Linked DNA regions of Mus musculus: region 2 is linked to region 1. The links are chromatin contacts, called in public HiChIP or PLAC-seq maps. All regions are on one chromosome and are shown on one strand. Each heading gives the region's core, a stretch centred on a gene start, on an enhancer-like site or on the middle of the called end of the contact. The rest is flanking DNA. Distances are from core to core; before and after follow the strand shown.

Region 1 (5,051 bases), core at 1,395-3,894:
TGTGGCAACACACATGTAGAATATGGCAGAAGGTCAGAGAAAGGCTACTTAACTGAACCCAAAAGAAAAGTCCCAGAGACCAATTACTAGTTAAAAAGAAGAAATAGAAAGACTTGGGAGAGGGGGACAAGAGGGCTCAGGGTGGAAAATGTTAGATTTGAGCCATGTGATGATCATCTGAATGGTAGTGTCTAGATGGCATGCACATACTCTGCTCTAAGAGCAAGGCTAAAAACATAAGTTGGGAATGTCAAACTTGGAATGAATGCTATTTGGGCAACAGGTAGTTAAGACCACTCCCAGATGCAGGTGATGTTAGCCAGAGGAAAGAATTGGAGAGAAAGACTACAGCACATATCCTTGCAGGGCAGGCACATTTAGAGATCAAGAATGGCTCCAGGAAAGGAAAGGAAAGGAAAGGAAAGGAAAGGAAAGGAAAGGAAAGGAAAGAAGAGAAGAGAAAAGAAAAGAAGAGAAGAGAAAAAAAGAAGGGGAGGGGAGGGGAGGCGAGGCGAGGCGAGGCGAGGCGAGGCAAGAATAAAGAAACAAACAGAGGGAGAGGGAGATATGGAAGCAGAGGGAGAGGTGGCAGGAGAAAGAAAGCCAGTAGGAACTGTCACTGAAGACAGGAAAATATAGAACTTCCAAAAATGAAATTCATTGGCAAAATCAAGAACCACAGAAAGGTCATAGAGTAGGAACAGTGAGTGTTAGTGTCCAGTGTTAGAGATTTTCCTTCCTCAGCATGACAATGCCACAGCCTACACTGAATATAGGGAACAGTGACCCTCCAGAAATTCCCTACCTCTCCCAAGAACACAGTCTCTTTTCCTCTCCCTCTCTTCTTCTCTCTTCCCTCTCATCCTTCTCTCTCTCCTCTTCTGTCTTCTCCATGCCTCATGGATATCTGTTTGAACCCCGCGTGGTATAGTTTATCTTTAAGGGAGCATCTACCACACTGAAGGAAATATTTTCTTCGAACAGTTTCCTTTCTTACTGGATATGAGCTCCTCTAGGTCACAATTCTGTATTGTTCTTCTTTTTCCTTTAAGCTACTGGGAAAGGAAAGTAGCAAAATGCACCATGCAAATCTAGTTTTTCATATTTGTTCATTTTCAGAGGTTCACCCAGGTCTGGACAAATACATTTCTAGGACCCCACATGCCTGCCCTGATCCTTCTTACCCAATATGACTAGAGATATTACATTTTTGAGCCATCTGAAAGACATCCAGATGGTGATGTACAGCTAGCATGGCTGTATGCAGTACTCCAAGTGAGAATGGAAATTAGTGGGAGAGATGAATTTGAGCTCAATGCTACTGAGCCAGGGGAGGGCAGAACTAGGCAATCATGGTAGATTGGGTTTTTCTGGTTTTAAATTTACGTACATGGAATCATAGAATCTATAGCCTTTTTAGATATTAACTTTCACTCAACATTTATCATACCACATCCTTCACATTGCTGTGTACTGAGTGTCACTGTTTGTACCCTGTCTTTTGTAGATAGAGTGTGGCTATGAAGAACAATGTTGCTATTACCACTCTGTTCCTTTTGGTTTTTTGTTTTTTGTTGTTTTTTGGGTTTTGTTGTTTTTTGTTTTTTTAGCAGAGATAGAACTCATTGTGGAAATGCAAGATCAGAAAGGGAAGTCCTAATTCTATCTTGGATCTTTTAGTCTCAACAAACCCTGGCCAGTTGACTACATATCTAATAGGTATAATTGCCCTTAATATTGTAAACAACTTTCCAACATTACTCTTGGAGAAAGATATGGTGATGTCCAGTTGTGTCTTGTAGTATCACCTTCAAATGTTTTTTAGATTGCTTCTTGAATATAGTATCAAAATTTCAAAATAAATAGGTCCAATTTTAAATAAATCAAAATACAATGGCGTGGAATATAGGTTAGTAGAGGAACACAGACCTAGCATCTACTATACCCTGAGTTTGACCACCAAAACTATCAAATGGGGTAAAATAGTCAACACACACACACACATGCACACACACAAATGCACGCACACACACTCAACAAATACCCTACCCAGCCCCTGTAATGAAAAGCACAAATACGAAGAATTCCTTTTCAAAGTCTCAGGATGACCAGCAGGAAGATGGAGCAGACCAGGGAAGGGAAGGGATTCATATTCTCGCCCTAGAAGGACATCTGGGTTAATACCACGACTTTCACACACACAAAAACACATCCAAGCCAGGCCGTTAGCAAATGCCCCCAGGAGGAACATGACAATCAAGACATCAGGTTCTGTTTTGCTTGTGATAGCTGCTCCAGTTTTCACTGGCTGGAAGTAAATGCTGGTGGAATATGAGGAAAGGCTGAGGTGCCCGTCTCCTCCTCTGGGCACAGACACCATGGATTGACATTAGCTGATGCTTGCCTGACTCCATCCTTTCTCTTTCAGGAACAGACTCTGACCACAAGTTTGGCCTGGGTTTGTGAGAAAAGATGTGAAATGTACCTGAAAGAAAGAATAAAAGGAACTACATACAATGTGACTTCTGGTTTGGATCCAAGCCTTTTCCTTCATCCCATCTTGCTGTTCTCACACCTGCCCAGCCCAGCACCCTGGGGCACGGCACTGATCCAGAGGGATTTATAGGTGTTTTTCTAAGTCTGTTCGGCCTCCTTGGAAACCTTCCCAAGGGGGGAAGTAAGCCCCTGAATATTTAGCTTAAAATGTTGATACAAAGTAATTAGAGAAAATAATTTACCCAATGGGGTACTGATGAATTCAGGGTCATTCATCCTTGGTGGCTTGGCAGATGTGGGTAAGAAATAGAGGACACGTTGAAAGAAAACAAGAGAGCACAGAGAGAGGTTAGGCCATGTGGGCTGGGGTCTGTCCCTGGAGAGAACAGATGCAGGTGTCTCTCAACACCCAACTCTTCTCATTCATTGCTAGCTAAACACAACAGCACATTCATTTACCCCGCAGTCACACATTGATAACATATCAGGACTTCAGAAGAAAATGGCCTGAAAAATGCATTCTGGGAAACAAAAACACTGCCCCTGTAGCAGAAGACTCTGAGTAGTAACACTAGAGCAGACAGAGTAGACGGGTGGCTTGCTGGTGTTAGGGGCCAGCTTTCTGAAGCTCTCCTCTCTCACAGTCCAGAAATTACATGAGGGCTCAAAGACACTGCTCCCAGCTCCAGGGACACCATTCCTGCTGGGTTCTCCTGGGAACCATAATGGGATTAAATGTTAATCAGTGTGGTTGTATTTTCTTACTGAACACTGCTGAATTTTAAGGTGCTCATTTCTTTGCCTTGGTAAATCTATTCGAATGTGTCAGGGTCACAATGACTCGGAGCTTTGCATAAACCTGTACAATTAAGCTTGCAAAGAAGGGTTACAGAAGTCTATGGAGTGTTTACCCACCAAATAAAACTCCACACACGTCTCCACTGCCAGCCCCATCCTCCTTCTCTGTGCACCTGGAATTTCAGACAGTCCATAGACCACTCACTGTTCACTGCTTGGCTACAAATAGAAGGTGTAGGTCCAAACACATCAACATTCCGCCAAAGGCAAGCACACCGTCTGCTAAAGAGTAGACGATGAGTAAATAATTTTGTATGTGAAGCTATTATGGCTCTCAGTCACACGTCCGAGGTCTAGTTTCTGAAGAATTAACCTTATTCTTGAACACTTGCTTCTGACTTCCACTTTCCCTTTATTGATCTGGCCCAACCCTGGTTCTCTTTGTCCTCTGCCACCCTGCCAGAACTGCTCTACTCAATGTTGCCCTGCAGATGGCTAAATTCAATGGGCGATTTTCGGTCTTCTGATTATAAGCAGCTCCATCCATCACCCACTGCTCTTTTCTCCTTGCTTTATTTTCTTCCCTTGCATTTCCCTTGCATCCCCTTCCCCTCCACCTTCTCTGTCCTGCTTCCCCTCCCTCCCATTCCTGTCTCTACTCTCTGACCTCATATGGAGTTCCCCAAGGTCACAGCTCTGTCCTTTCACATGCTTTCCCTCAGATCTGTATTTGTACCCTGGATCTCCAACCTGCCCCTCAGCAACTAATCCCACAGACCCCATAGATGTCTAATGAGCATCTCAACTCCCGTTTCTAAAACCAGAGGCCTAAGCTTTCCTCTCCCAATATCAGCTTGCTGCCTCCATTGATAGTGTCCGTCTTTAGCATTGTTTGCATCTTTCTTTCATCCTCCACTAGGGAGTCTGTTGGCTCTGCTTCCAAAACTCACCACTTGGCTCTAAGCACCAAAGCATATGCTGGCCTCTCACTTTTATAGTGCAGCCCGTGTGGGCCATGAGCCTACCACTCATGCCTTGGTCTATTTCTCCTTCCTCACAACCCTCCCCACCATCTAACAGACCATAAGCGATTCCTTTCTTTGTTAATTACCTGTCTTCTTTCTCTGGAAGATGGGTTGGAAAGGCAGGGGGTCTTTGTCTCTTTTGGCTTGGAACTGCTCTCCAAATACTACTTTTCTGTGTGTGTTTGTCAAAATGCAGACTCTGGGATGTCACAGTTAGGGAAGTGGACTCTGGCCCTCTGGCCAGAAGGCTAGATAGATAGTAAGCTGCTCTGTGAAGAAGCCCTGCAGCTAATCCATCCCCCGGAGCACAGCAGACAGGCAGACTTCAGGGCCGTAGTTCCCAAATTTGTTTTTTGCTTCAGAACTCTGTCTTCAATTCCTAACAGCTAAACATAAACAAACTGATTTTAAAGGAGGGAGGAGGAGAACCAGAATAATGAGTTTTTTAAACCCAGACTCAACATGTGGCCTCTAGAGGGACAGTGTTAGCCTCCACTAGGCAACTCCATACCTTTGTCCTTTAAGAAACTTTTATTGGCAATACTGATTCTTACCTCATTATATCCTTGTAAGATGAGATTCTACTGTCTGACTTTCAGAAGCCTCCCTTTGAAGTTGTCATGTATAAACAACTTCCATGCTCACCCACATCCAGCCACACCAGTCCCTGCTGTGTTCTGAGCATTCTGGTCAATGGTCAACAACCTCTTGCCATATGGCTTTGCTCTCCTC
Region 2 (5,051 bases), core at 1,247-3,746, 190 kb before region 1:
TGGATTCGCACCTTTCACCTAGTACATGCTTTTGAGGTCTGGGGGGAGGGGTAGTATTTATACAGCAAATGCTGGGTATAATAAGAAAATTATTGTCTGTCACTTAGGTAACTGTATTATTTTCCTTTCTGCTGATGAGATAAAATACCCTGACCAAAGCAACTTAAGGAAGAAAGGATTTATTGTGGCTCACAGTTCCCCTGGGGGCACAGTCCATCATGATGGCAAAGATACAGCAGCAGAAATGTTAGGCAGGGAGGGTAGTCAGGAAGCTGGCTGATCAAGTTTCATCTGTACTCAGGAAGCAGAGAGGAGAGAGAGAGAGAGAGAGAGAGAGAGAGAGAGAGAGAGAGAGAGAGAGAGAGAGAACAGGAAGTGGGGACAGGCTATCTAACCTCAAAACCTGCCTCCAGTGATACGTTCTCTACCAGTTAGGAACCAAGTGTTCAAACATAGGAGCCTCTAGGGAGTGTTTTATATTCCAATAACAACAGTGACCAAATGGATCCCACACATGTACTTTCATTATTCAAGACAAACATCTCCATTTGTAACAAATGGCTAATTTTCTTCGTATTTCAGTAATCTTGGTTTTATGTGTGCCATGCACATGCTACATTTGTCTATAAGTGGTCAAGCCAGGAACTTTCCTAGAAATAGGAAACTTTAGTTTCATGAGTATTACCAGAGCACCCTCATAAGCTTTCAGCATTTGGTTATTTCTGCAACAGGTGGAGCACTTAACATCCGTTTCCTCCTCTTTGTGGCAGAAGAGAAGGAAGTTTGTAAGGGGGAAGAAATGGAAGTTTACAGTGTCACCTATCAGCAGGTGGCAGTATTGGGCTTGGGACCCAAGTTAGTCTTTGATCAGAGTCTATGGACTTAACAACCACTTAGCCTCTTACTGATGGTGTCTAAGAAATATTACTTTGCATGCCTTCAAATGGAGCCAAGGAATTCCCTAAGCATGGGTCAGTCTTCAGTTCACTGTGGGAGTCTAGCAAACTCCACCATACGACAGGCGTAGTCCCCCTACACCTTGATAGACCATTTTGCTCCCAGGTTCTGTTACTGGCACTTTTTTTTTTTTTTTTTTTTTTTTGCTGCATGAGATACACAGTGATATGAACAATCTGGAAAGAACAAAGCATGAGATGTCCTCAGACTCACCTTAGGATTTCAGTTGCAGTTTAAAATGCCTGAGGTGGCAGTGTCCTTGGTTACCTTTAAACTCCTCGACTGCTCACATGCTCCAGGATTGAACAGAGTACAATACTTTTTAAATGTCAAGGGTCCTCAAATTGAACCTTGTCCTTTGCAAGGGCTGCTTGTTTAACAGGTATTTCTGTGTACAACCGTTCTGCCCCAAGCTAAAGCCAGAGACCTTTACGCATTTGTTTTTTTTTTTGTTTTGTTTTGTTTTGTTTTATTTTGTTTTGTTTTGTTTGTTTTGTTTTAATCAGACATGCGTTGATCCCATCCTTGTATCAAATAAGGAAAGATGAACATTGGTAATCAAATAACAGTAATCAAAGGCTCCAAATGCTATAGTGGAAGTCACCATGGGTGCAACAAAGCAACACAGCAGGGATTTATAAATTCTGCCTCTAGGTCATGGAAGGATGTGCCCAGGAGATAATGCTTGGACTGATATTCAACAGGTATAGTAGGATGGATCAACGAAGAATGGTGGAGAATAGCCGGTCCTTCACATCTCTAGGTCTGCACCAATGTGAATGGAAAATATTCCCCAGCCAGACACTGCATCCATGTTGAACATGTACAGACCTTTCCTTACACAATGAGGTAGAAGTACTCACACAGTACTCGCAATGTGTTAGTTATTACAAGTCATCCAGAGATGATTGAAAAGATATAGGAATATACAGAGGATTATATGCAGACACTGTTGCAGTTTTTGTTTGGGATGAGCACATCTGGATATTTTGAATGCTGAAGCAATTCCCTGATTCCTTAAAAACACAAAGCGACAGCTGTACGTGTAATGTGTGTTGGGGGAGGGGACTGAAATCGTGGCACATTTTTGTGAGTATGATACTTTTGGCATGCTTGTGCCTATGATCTGACAGGAAAATGGGGATGCGGGCTTGGAGAGCAGTGGTTAGGGAGTGGGACAAGGATGGAGAGGGCCTAGCCATTAGATATGAACTTGAGAAAGCCCAGTACTGTATATGCAAACATTAACTTTCATTTGGAATGTTCTCTACATTTAAAAAAATACTCCTTCTCAATTCCCATTACTGTCCTGACACCATTGACAGTTCTTCAGTGATGTGGTGTTTACATCACCACATTTTATTGTTGTTGTTTTGACCATGTTCTCTAAAAAGTGTTATTTTTTCCCTTTTAGATGCAGGAAGTGAAGTTTAGAAGGAAAGGAACTTAGCTTTGAAAACAAAGCATTTCCTCTGCTGAATTCAGAGCCCAGGAAACTCTGACATGAGTCACTGGTCCCAGGCACATCCTGGCTCTGCCACTAACTACAGTGTGGCTCCAGTCAGTCACCTGAGCCTTCTGGGCCCCAGCCACTCTAGGCAGAAAATAGCAAGTCGGGGCAGATTACCACTTGTCTTCCTTCCAGATCTTTCACGGAAGGGCGGCTTTACCACACTTACTGACCTATACCCTAACTACTCTTGAGGACAGACTGCCGTTTTGTCTCTGGATAGGGTTTTGTTGTGGAACAGCCTTCCACCTAACTCAGCTGGAGTCTATTAGTGTAAAACCAACTCCCCAGTCCCAGGCATCTTAGCTACCGAAGGGAAACCACACTGGTGTGGTTAAATCCCAGTGGCTCCCAATGGCAAGTCTGCTTCATGAAAGTTAAGGGCATGCAGCACAAAGCTGATGTGTTCCAATTTTTCTTAAGTAAAAATGCTCTTTTTTTCTGTGTGTGTGCAGGTCAAAATAGCATCTCACTCAATACACACAGAGTTATAGAAGGGTATGCAATAATACTGTTATATCATTACAGGAAGTGTGTACAAGCAGCACAAATAACTCTAGATCTGCCCAGAGGGTTTTAAAGAGCAGCAGAGTGGTTGTCAGAGTTTATGAACTGGTGAGTTCTCTCTGTCTTTGTCTCTCTTTCTCTCTCATACATACACACCCCTCATACACACACACACACACACACACACACACACACACACACCCCTACCACACAGCATACACACATTTCTTTTTCCCAGAACCTTTAGTTTCTAAGCATCAGTAAGAAGCATCCTATGAAATCATTTCTTACAGATACCCTAAAACATCAAGAGTCTGATGTCCAAGTTTATTTGCTGCACAGTCTGAAGGGAGACAAGCTTCAGCCACAACGAAGAGCTTTCTGTAGTTCTCTGAAACACAATGCTCAGTGAACGCAGGGTGGGAATGAGGAGACTTTAGACATTTAAAAACTTTTTAACATGTGTGTGTGTGTGTGTGTGTGTGTGTGTGTGTGCGCGTGTGTATGTGTGTGTGCACACATGCAAACACTTTTAGGAGTCAGAGAACAACTTGGAATCAGTTCTCTCCTTCCACTGGGTGGACAGCAGGGATTGAAATCGGGTCATCAGGTTTGGCAGAAAATGCTGTCAATCTGCCAAGCCATCATATGCCTACTGCCTCTTATACAGAGGCAAAAACCAAGGAATTGACAGAGACTTTGCCCATTCTCAAGTATTTTCTTGTAAGAAAAAGACTTGATCGTAATTTTGTGATAGTTGAGCGATAATGATCCCCATGACCTCATATATTTCAATACTTGGTTTCCAGTTGGTGGATTAGTTAGGACAGATTAGGAGATGTGGTCTTATTGGAGGAGGTGTGTTAGTGGGGGTGGGCTTAGAGGCTTTAAAAAGGAAGTGCCACGCCCAGTCTCCATCTCTCTCTCTCTCTCTCTCTCTCTCTCTCTCTCTCTCTCTCTCTCTCTCTCTCTCTTTCTCTTTCTCTGCCAAGCGCTTATGGATCAGCTGTAAATGCTCAGCTCCTCCTCCTGTGCTCTTCCTGCTTGCTTGCTGCCATGTTCCCTACTGTGATAGGTACACACTCACCCTCTGAAGCTATAAGCAAGGCCCCAGTTAAATGATTTCTTTAATAAGTGCTCTTGGTTGTGGTATCTCATCACAGCAGCAGAAAAGTAACTAGGGACATTTCTGTGATTAAAATAAAATATACTATAAAATAAATCCAAAGGTGTCTTTTCAGACGAAGAATTTTAATTACATTTTAAAATTATTTCTGAAACATCATTTCTAGAGATAACGTCTGGGGTCTATATTAAACACAGTAGAGGACTGGACATGTAGCTCAGGGACAGATGACTTCTTAGCACAGTGTAACTCTGGGCTCAGGCCTCAGCACAGAAAATCAGAGCAAAATGAAACGAAAACTCCAGCTTGAACACTCAGAAACTTTTTACATATGCAAAATTTATACATTTGCAGATATTTTACATATAAGTATATAAAATAGGTACATACATACAAAATTTATACATTTACAGGTTTTTTACATATAAGTATATAAAATAGGTACATAAACCAAACTTTAACTGGTAGTAAATCATAAAAAATATTTAAAGTAGTTATTTGGGGTTGTCAAAATGATTTAATGCCTAAAAGTATTTGTCATACAGATCTAATGATTATTTGACAAATTCAGCTCCCAGAACTGACTGCACAAAGTTGGCCTCTGATCTCCCTAAGCATGGGCCCCCTAATAGCACTACTATAAATAATAATAATAATAATAATAATAATAATAATAATAATAATAATAGTTTGGGGTATACACATAATTTTATACACTTAAAGATTAAAGTCAATTTGTATACTAATGAGGTAGATTGCTTATTTATAGCCACAAAAAGAATTAAATCTTGGCTGATAATTGATATTACAGGACACAGATCATCTTCAGCTTTTTCCAAAGTTGATCAATATTTTGATTTTGCAATTGTCAATACTGAGAAAGCTCTTTGAATAAAAACATAGTATGAGATAGCAGAAGTAAATATAGGGCCACTTTTAAATTGTTGAAGG

Evidence for each region. HiChIP or PLAC-seq counts read pairs in DNA pulled down with a chosen protein or histone mark.
Region 2: an SMC1A HiChIP or PLAC-seq map of large pre-B cells shows a contact between it and region 1, with 2.6 times the contacts expected there. The contact joins two enhancer-like sites. A contact is called at or near these places in 1 of 15 datasets of contacts at CTCF or cohesin (large pre-B cells), 4 of 484 Hi-C or Micro-C datasets (the AML12 cell line, bone marrow-derived macrophages, brown adipocytes and 1 more), 1 of 115 datasets of contacts at active chromatin or transcription factors (embryonic stem cells) and 1 of 9 other capture datasets (embryonic stem cells).

Annotation. Positions count from the first base shown.
Region 1 is chr13:32,472,369-32,477,419 of GRCm38.p6, reverse strand. All of the region lies in intron 1 of Gm40876 (a long non-coding RNA gene), which reads right to left. Among named protein-coding and RNA genes, the nearest start is that of Gm40876, 9.4 kb to the right of the region's middle. Within about 2 kb of position 2,644, at least 3 of the 459 cell types and tissues checked have an H3K27ac peak or open chromatin away from gene starts, as enhancers often do.
Region 2 is chr13:32,658,021-32,663,071 of GRCm38.p6, reverse strand. No RefSeq gene overlaps it. Among named protein-coding and RNA genes, the nearest start is that of Mylk4, 120 kb to the left of the region's middle. Within about 2 kb of position 2,496, at least 89 of the 459 cell types and tissues checked have an H3K27ac peak or open chromatin away from gene starts, as enhancers often do.